2 separate regions of the Hordeum vulgare genome follow, and region 1 is linked to region 2. A link is a contact called in public Hi-C data. All regions are on one chromosome and are shown on one strand. Each heading gives the region's core, a stretch centred on a gene start, on an enhancer-like site or on the middle of the called end of the contact. The rest is flanking DNA. Distances are from core to core; before and after follow the strand shown. Region 1 holds the start of LOC123440687. Region 2 holds the start of LOC123445213 (small ubiquitin-related modifier 1).

Region 1 (3,548 bases), core at 283-2,782, 230 kb after region 2:
CTGCATTTTTGTAGGATAAGACCATCTTTATTTGTATCGTAACTATAAATTCTCACATTATAGACATTTTTTATAAATTAAGAGCATGTGCCGTGTGGTATTTATTTCTCCCGTTGTAACGCATGGGTCCTTTTGCTAGTAAGCAATAAAAAGTAAATAATTAAATCAACCTCATCCTAGTACGTGTCCGGATTGTTTGCACGTCGTCTTGGAAACCGGTTGTCCCTGGTCTGAATCCCACCGACAACATAACTTGTGGAGTATTAAAATACACAGTATAATGGGCCGGCCCATCATAGGATAATATAAGCGTCAGTTTGCGAAAATGCACACAAACGGGTGCCTGCAGCGTTAAATAGGAAACGCCGAGACAGGGGGGCGAGCAGGGCCTGGCCCCCCTATCGATCCAGACTTTGCTTACCAGCTACGCAGTAATTAGAGATAAACTCTTCGTGATGGGCTGCTGGCCCCCCAAAATCTAATTAATGCAAACTCTCTAAAGAAATGTCCATAGGAAGGCCCACTCTAGGCCTACTCCGCTCCCAGGCTATCACGTTAAGTGCCCATTCCCGTCAGCTACCCCCATACGGTTTCTCCCAATCTGATTGAGGCGGCGCCGCCGCGACGCAGCAGTCATCATTTCTGAAGACCCAAGAAACTACCGCCGTGAGTGCTCATCAATTCTTCAGAATTTGGTGAGTATTTCTGACTACATTCTATACTCTAAATTTTGCATATATATGTACCAATTGAGGCCTAGTTGCTGCTTGCTTTGCATTGTGGTTGTATTGCATTATTTGATCGTTTAATCATGAAATCACAGTAAAGTAGTAGTATTCCTTGTGTAATGAACTAATGTGTGAAGTTAGCTTGATAATGATAATTAGTTACTATAAGTATGAGTGTACCTGACATTTTTGTTATTTGTAATCATAGAGCAATTCAAAATAAACAAGTGTGACTATATTTTTATAGTCCGAAGCAATACATCATATTATCCTCTCGGGGACATCTGATATTATCATTGTAATACTCTCTTCGTTTTTAAATATAAGACCTTTTAGAGATTACATTATAAACTACATACGAATGTACATAGACATATTTTAGATATGTAGATTCATTCATTTTGTTCCGTATGTAGTCTTTTAGTGAAATCTCTAAAAGGTCTTATATATTGAAACGGAGGGAGTATTTTTCTTTTACACTAGAAATTTTTATTCAGCTTGCCCTGCCCCCCCCCCCCCCTAAATCCTGGCTCAGCCTTACTGGCAATAAGATTTAAAACGAACCTTATTAATTTTGTTTCCGTTGCAACGTCAGGGCTTTTTTGCTAGTATTTTTAAAATAAATGAATATTGGGCCAACCGAAGGAGCGCACTAACAATCGTCACAGCGCCAATGTGCGCGTTTGCTCACCCATTGTTGTCCAAGGTTCGGCCCACACTCCGACACAACGCGCCAGCAGCAACGGCGGCGGCGGCGGCGAGAAAGCAACCAGAGCGTACGCCATTGTTCCGCTCCCTCTCCCCCCCCCCCCCCCCCCCCTCTCCCTGATCTAACCAGCGATAGTGCGAGGCAGAAGCGCCGCCGATGGCTTCGCCGTCGCTCCTGACAGTGCACCTGCGCGGGTCTGCTTCGCCGCCCGACGCCGCCTCGTCGGTGGCGATCGAGGTGGAGGGAGGTGACGGGGTGGACCTCGCGCAGGTGGGCCTCGCGCTGGGGCTGGACCCGGCCACCGTCGGCCTCAACGGCTACTTCCTCAGCTGCGGCTCTGGCTACGTCTCCTTGGCGGTCACCTGGGGCGAGCTCCTCTGCTTCTTCGCCGCGGGCGGGCAGCCCACGGGTGCCGACCCCTCCGCGCCCGTCGCCGTCGATGGCGGGCCCGCGCCTTCGCCCCCAGGTGCGCCTCCCTTTCTGTCCTATGACTTAGTACTAGAGAAGCACAGAGCAACTGCTATCCTGTCAATTTTCGGCAATCAAAGCTACATTTTGCAATCGAGAGGGGAATCGAAGCTACATTTACCAACCTCTTGCTCTCTGATTCCCTGAAGTTTTTGCTCCGTTAATGTAGTATAGCAGAATTCCCGCGAAAAAAACGAACTAGTGAAATAATTGTTCAGGGTCCAATTGTTCAGTTCAAAATATAAGTACACAATATGCAGGTAGTACTAACTTGGATATTGATTATCAGTAAAGGGCGTTGGAATATGGAACTGTCCCAGCATCGAGCAACTCAACTATACTGTTCCTGATTTTGTGACTTTTGACACTATATGACCTCATAGATTCACAACCTTTTGCATATGGTTGTTGCGAAACAGTTATCTCATATCAAGTGTTATTTCTCAATGACCAAGTACAATACTTAGCAGCATTTCCTGATCATACGATTCAGTACGTTATATTTTCAGTGCTAGAAGAACGCCTTTATGTCTACTGCACTTGCAGAAGTTAAATACAATGTGATATTTCAACGAAATTTTGGTCTGAATCTGCAATTGGTATCTCTGTTAGAGCCCAGAGTTCTTCTGTCCACAAAGCGAAAGTCTGGGTTAGAGACCGAAAATGGTTCCAAGAAGTGCAAGCTCCAACACAATAGCTCATCGCAGTCAAAAGCTGTCGAAGAGCTACTTACCGATGTGATCACCCTTGGTTTGAAGAGAAGACTCAGATTGGACGAGGCTAGTCCATCTAAGAAGACTAAACAAGTAGACTACAGCTCAGGCTCTGGTGAGTGGCAACTGAGAACTAAACAAATCTCTCAAGAATCTTAACCAGTTATTTATATTCACCAATAATCTACAAAATATTCTGAAATCTGAAAGGTTCTTGTTTGGTTTATTGCATTGGTTGGTTATAATCAATGGAGTAGAAGCACAGCAGCCAGTTAAATGCTCTTGCAGCTTCGCCAGCAGTCACGACAAGCGGCCATCGGATGAGGAGATGGTCACCTCACTGTCGTGCAAGAGAGTATGGTGATGCCAGTCTATTCTTGCAGGTTGATATTTTACTGCTACTCAAAAGAAAACTTGCAAGTTGATGCCAGTGACTGAGATTTGATTGTCGCTTTGTCGCGAGTCATTGTTACTCGGTACAACTCCAGAGTGGGTTATGATGACAAACTGGCATGGCTAAGAGGCCTAGTGAGATTTAGTGATTCCCCATTGCCATCATGTAGTTAGTTTGGTCCAGAGCCATAGTTTCTGGTTTTTAGACAGAGTGCTAGTTACAATAGTTTCAGGTTTGGATACAGTGCTAGTTAGAACAGTTGTACAATGGAGTATTTCTTGTGTACATCGCTGTATTTGATATAATGCCAGAAAACTTGCCGATGTCTTTCTGTGAACATAGCAATGGCTGGCCTAACTTGGGTATATTTTGCCTGCAAAACGCTAGCGCTACTAGCCTACTAGCACCGTGAAATCTGTAATCAGTGCATTTGTTGCAAGACATTTTTGGTTTTACAGAAGTACCAAAACAGAAGTATACTTTTTAATTACAGGAAATCCTGGGTTTTACAATTTTTTTCTAGGAATAGCAACTTC
Region 2 (3,800 bases), core at 134-2,633:
TCTGTCTATTTGACATTATACTAACAGAATAGAGATGCTTAAAACAGAACTTTGTCCTAACAATGTGGTCTGAAAGTAATCGTTCTGGTAGTCACTTCAACAAGACAGTGATCAACGTATATTATATAAGACTGTTGATAACTTTTGTTACCAGAAACTGGATTCAATCACTTTCATTTGATGAAAATGTTCAGCAACACTATGGTTGTCCTAATTAAACCAGAAAAAACAAAAGCCTCGCGCTGTCCTTAAATTAGCAAGCATATTGTTAAGACACTTTTTCAAACCAAACAACCTCAAATTTGTTGGTTTGGCAAGCTTTACCAATTTGTCACTACAAACATCTGTCTATTGACATTATACTAACAGAACAAAGAAGTTCACATAAAACTTTTGCCTAACTATTTGGTGCGGAAAAGTGTTACTGCTGGCAGTCACTTCACAACTGTAGATTACCAACAATGACCAGTAATAAACTAGATTCTCTGTCAAAGTTTTGCCAACAGAAACTGGATTCAATCACCTCCATTCGATAAAAGCTCACTAGCACTACAATTTTCCATGTGAATGAATACAGAACATAAAAACATTTGACATGCTCAAAGAGCTCACTGACAACAGCATACAATGGTTGCAACAAAACGGTATCTACCTGACAAAAGAACAAAATAGGACCACGTTAACAGAAAATTGGCTTGCTTCACTGTTCAGCAGACAAAACGCCGGCACAGAAGGCACATCTTACTGCAAAATATTCTGAAGCGATAAGGCAGGCAAGGATCCCGGTGTTGGGTTCTAGTGTTTCATCTTGCTACTGTTGCCCCATTGTTTACCCCCAAAAGAGAAACCCGGCATCTGGATGTGTTTTCTCTATTCTTCAGAGTTCAATCATAAGATAACGCAGGCTTATCAATCATCTACATGTACGTCGTGCACTGGCGATTCCACGGACGCGCAGATGGCAGGAACTACTGGGATGGCGTGTCCCTGATCCAAAACCAGAGCGGCCTACGCGATTCTACAAGGGAATCTATATCCTTGGACACCTAGGGACAAAGAGCGATGGCGACTAGGGAAATCTGAAGATGGGCACAGAGGAGGGAAGCAGGCAGAGAAGGAAGGAAGGAACCGGGGGGACGGACCTGTCCCTTGACCTTGAGGTTGATGTGGGCGCCGCCGCCCTCGCCCGCCGGCTTCTTGTCCTCCTCCCCGCCGGGCGTCGACATCCCCTCGGTGGCCCCTCGCGGGTCGTAGGATCGATCTGCAGCAGCGTCGCCGGGAGGAACGAACGAGGAAGGTCCGGCGATCGCGGCTGCTGGTGTTTTCTCGGGGTGTGCCGCCGGGAGCAGGCGGACCCGGCGGATCTTATAGGGCGGCTGCTCAGAGCCGGATTTGATAACGGGCCCTCGCGTCCGCGATCCCTTCCCCTTCCTCTTCCTCTGCAAGCCTGCGTGTGTGGGCCGCGTAGCTCCGCGCGTCCGATGGATTGACGGGCTACGGCGCGGGCTGTTCGGGAACCCACCAATCCGCCCGTCCGCCTGTCGCCTCGTGGGCCGCGCGTGCGTGATTCACACGCGGGAATCGGGACCGATGCCGCGGGTCCCATACAATCCGTGAGTCTTTTTTTCTGAGACGATTTTAAAAAGGAGGCTGCTACGCATCCACGTGTGAATGTTTAGTAAATATCCGTCACCTCGACGACTGTTCGATCTATGTGCGTAACCGTTCGATCCGTGCGTGCTGGACACCCAATAATTTTTAAAACGACGACCGAGTTACAGAAACAATCACTTTGTTGCGAAAAAATAAACTTTGGACCCATTAATTACTGAAACAACGGTCTAGTTCCAGAAACAATCGTTTTTTTGCAGAATTTTTTTCTTCGTCTTTCTGCAGCATAGGTGTTGTTGCGGGAGAAATTTTGCAACACACGTCATATTGCAGAAAACTTTTGCAATAAAAGGTCATGTTGCAGAAATTTTTGCAACCGTTGTTGGTGCGGCTAGCAGTGTGCGGAGGGCCCGCCGGCGTGGGGGGCGAGCGGCTGGCGGCGTGGGGGGGGGAGGGGAGGGTCGGTTGGCATCAGGGGCGGAGGGGCTGCGACGGGAGCGGCTTCGCGGGACGGGGTGGGGGAAGGATGGGGGGAGGGAAGGGCCGACCGACATCGGGGACGGAGGGTGTGCGGCGGGGGGCGGAGGGTCGGCCGACGTCGGGGCGAGCGGCCGGCATCGGGGGCGTAAGGAAGGGTGGGACGACATCTGGGGCGTAGGGCCGGGCGGAGGAAAGCGGGATGGCGCGGATCCGACGACGCTAGGCGGCGTGAGGCACCGGCCGTTGGCGGCTCAGCTCCTCCATGGCACGTGGCGATGGGGACTCGTCGGGAACGGGCGGAGGAGAGCAGGACAGAGGTGAGGAGCCCCAGCTTCAGGACCGCTTTCCTGAAACAATGCTCGAGTTTCAGGAAACCACTATAAGAAATATGTCAACTAACGACCTTCTGGCAGTGACGCTGGCAGAAATGGTCGTAAATCTACGATCATTTAAGACCAATTGGTCGTAAGCTGTCCGGAGGGGTCCTAACCCCAAAAACTAACAACCATTTTCATCAGAAAGGTCGTAACTTCCTAACTGGAAATGGTCGTAAAGCGGACAACACCGGCCACTACCTTATTTCTAGTTGATAATGACCAATATAAATAGCTATTACTAATTAGTTCGAATGCAATAGGATGGTTACGCAGCCACCTCAGCTTACCTGTCATTTTTGCTCACTTCTCGTTCAACAGAGATCACACACTGACACGTGGGATCCACTTGACAACAGAAGCACACACGAGTCCATTAAACAACAAGAGCACACACACTAACAGGCGAGACCCACACTGACAGGCAGGACCGAGCACTTAATTCGCTCGGTCAAAAATATGCATTAGCAGGGAGTCGAACCCACAATCGAGCGCTTAACGCACTTGTTCGCTACCATTCGGCTAGAGACGGACTGTTGGTTATTCATACGTCTTCATCGTATCTACTTTTCCAAACTCTTTTGCCCTTGCTTTGAACTCTAATTTGCATGATTTGAATGGAACTAACCCGAACTGACGCTGTTTTCAGCAGAATTGCCATGGTGTTGTTTTTGCGCAGAAATAAAAGTTCTCGAAATGACCTGGAAATTTACGAGGATTTTTTGTGGAATATATAAAAAATACCGGCGCAAGAATTACGTGGAGGGACGGAGCGAGGAGCCCACAAGCCCAGGAGGTGCGACCCCCCTCGCCGCGCCTGGTAGGCTTGTGAGGCCCTCATGGCTCCGCCGCCTCCAACTCCAGCTCTATATAGTCTCTCTCGCCCAGAAAAAATTAAGAGAGAAGAGTTCATCGCGTTTTACGAAATGGAGCCGCCGCCACCACCTGTTCTTCCTCTAGAGTGCAGATCTGGAGTCCGTTCTCGGCTCCGGAGAGGGGAAATCATCGTCGTCGTCATCATCAACCATCCTTCATCACCAATTTCATGATGCTCTTCACCGTTCGTGAGTAATTTCATCGTAGGCTTGCTGGACGGTGATGGGTTGGATGAGATCTATCATGTAATCGAGTTAGTTTTGATGGGGTTTGATCCCTAGTATCCACTATGTTCTGAGATTGATGTTACTACTACTTTGCTACTGAAACTTTGCTGCAGATACTAAGTCTTTCAGGTGTGGTTGAATTGACAACTCAACTGCTAATACTCAAGAATATTCTTTTGCTTCCCCTTGTGTCGAATCAATAAATTTGGGTTGAATACTCTACCCTCAAAAA

What was found. A called contact is a pair of places that touch in the nucleus more often than the background predicts.
Region 1: a Hi-C map of seedling shows a contact between it and region 2, with 3 times the contacts expected there. The contact joins the promoter of LOC123440687 here to the promoter of LOC123445213 in region 2. A contact is called at or near these places in 2 of 6 Hi-C or Micro-C datasets (leaf and seedling) and 1 of 1 datasets of contacts at active chromatin or transcription factors (embryo).

The regions. Positions count from the first base shown.
Region 1 is chr3H:572,204,354-572,207,901 of MorexV3_pseudomolecules_assembly, forward strand. It overlaps LOC123440687, which reads left to right and starts at 1,533. Exons shown (of 3, transcript XM_045117244.1): 1 at 1,533-1,903; 2 at 2,518-2,733; 3 at 2,876-3,335. The coding sequence starts at 1,594. The coding sequence ends at 2,982.
Region 2 is chr3H:571,972,634-571,976,433 of MorexV3_pseudomolecules_assembly, forward strand. LOC123445213 (small ubiquitin-related modifier 1) reads right to left here and starts at 1,384. Exons shown (of 3, transcript XM_045122171.1): 1 at 1,143-1,384. The coding sequence starts at 1,226.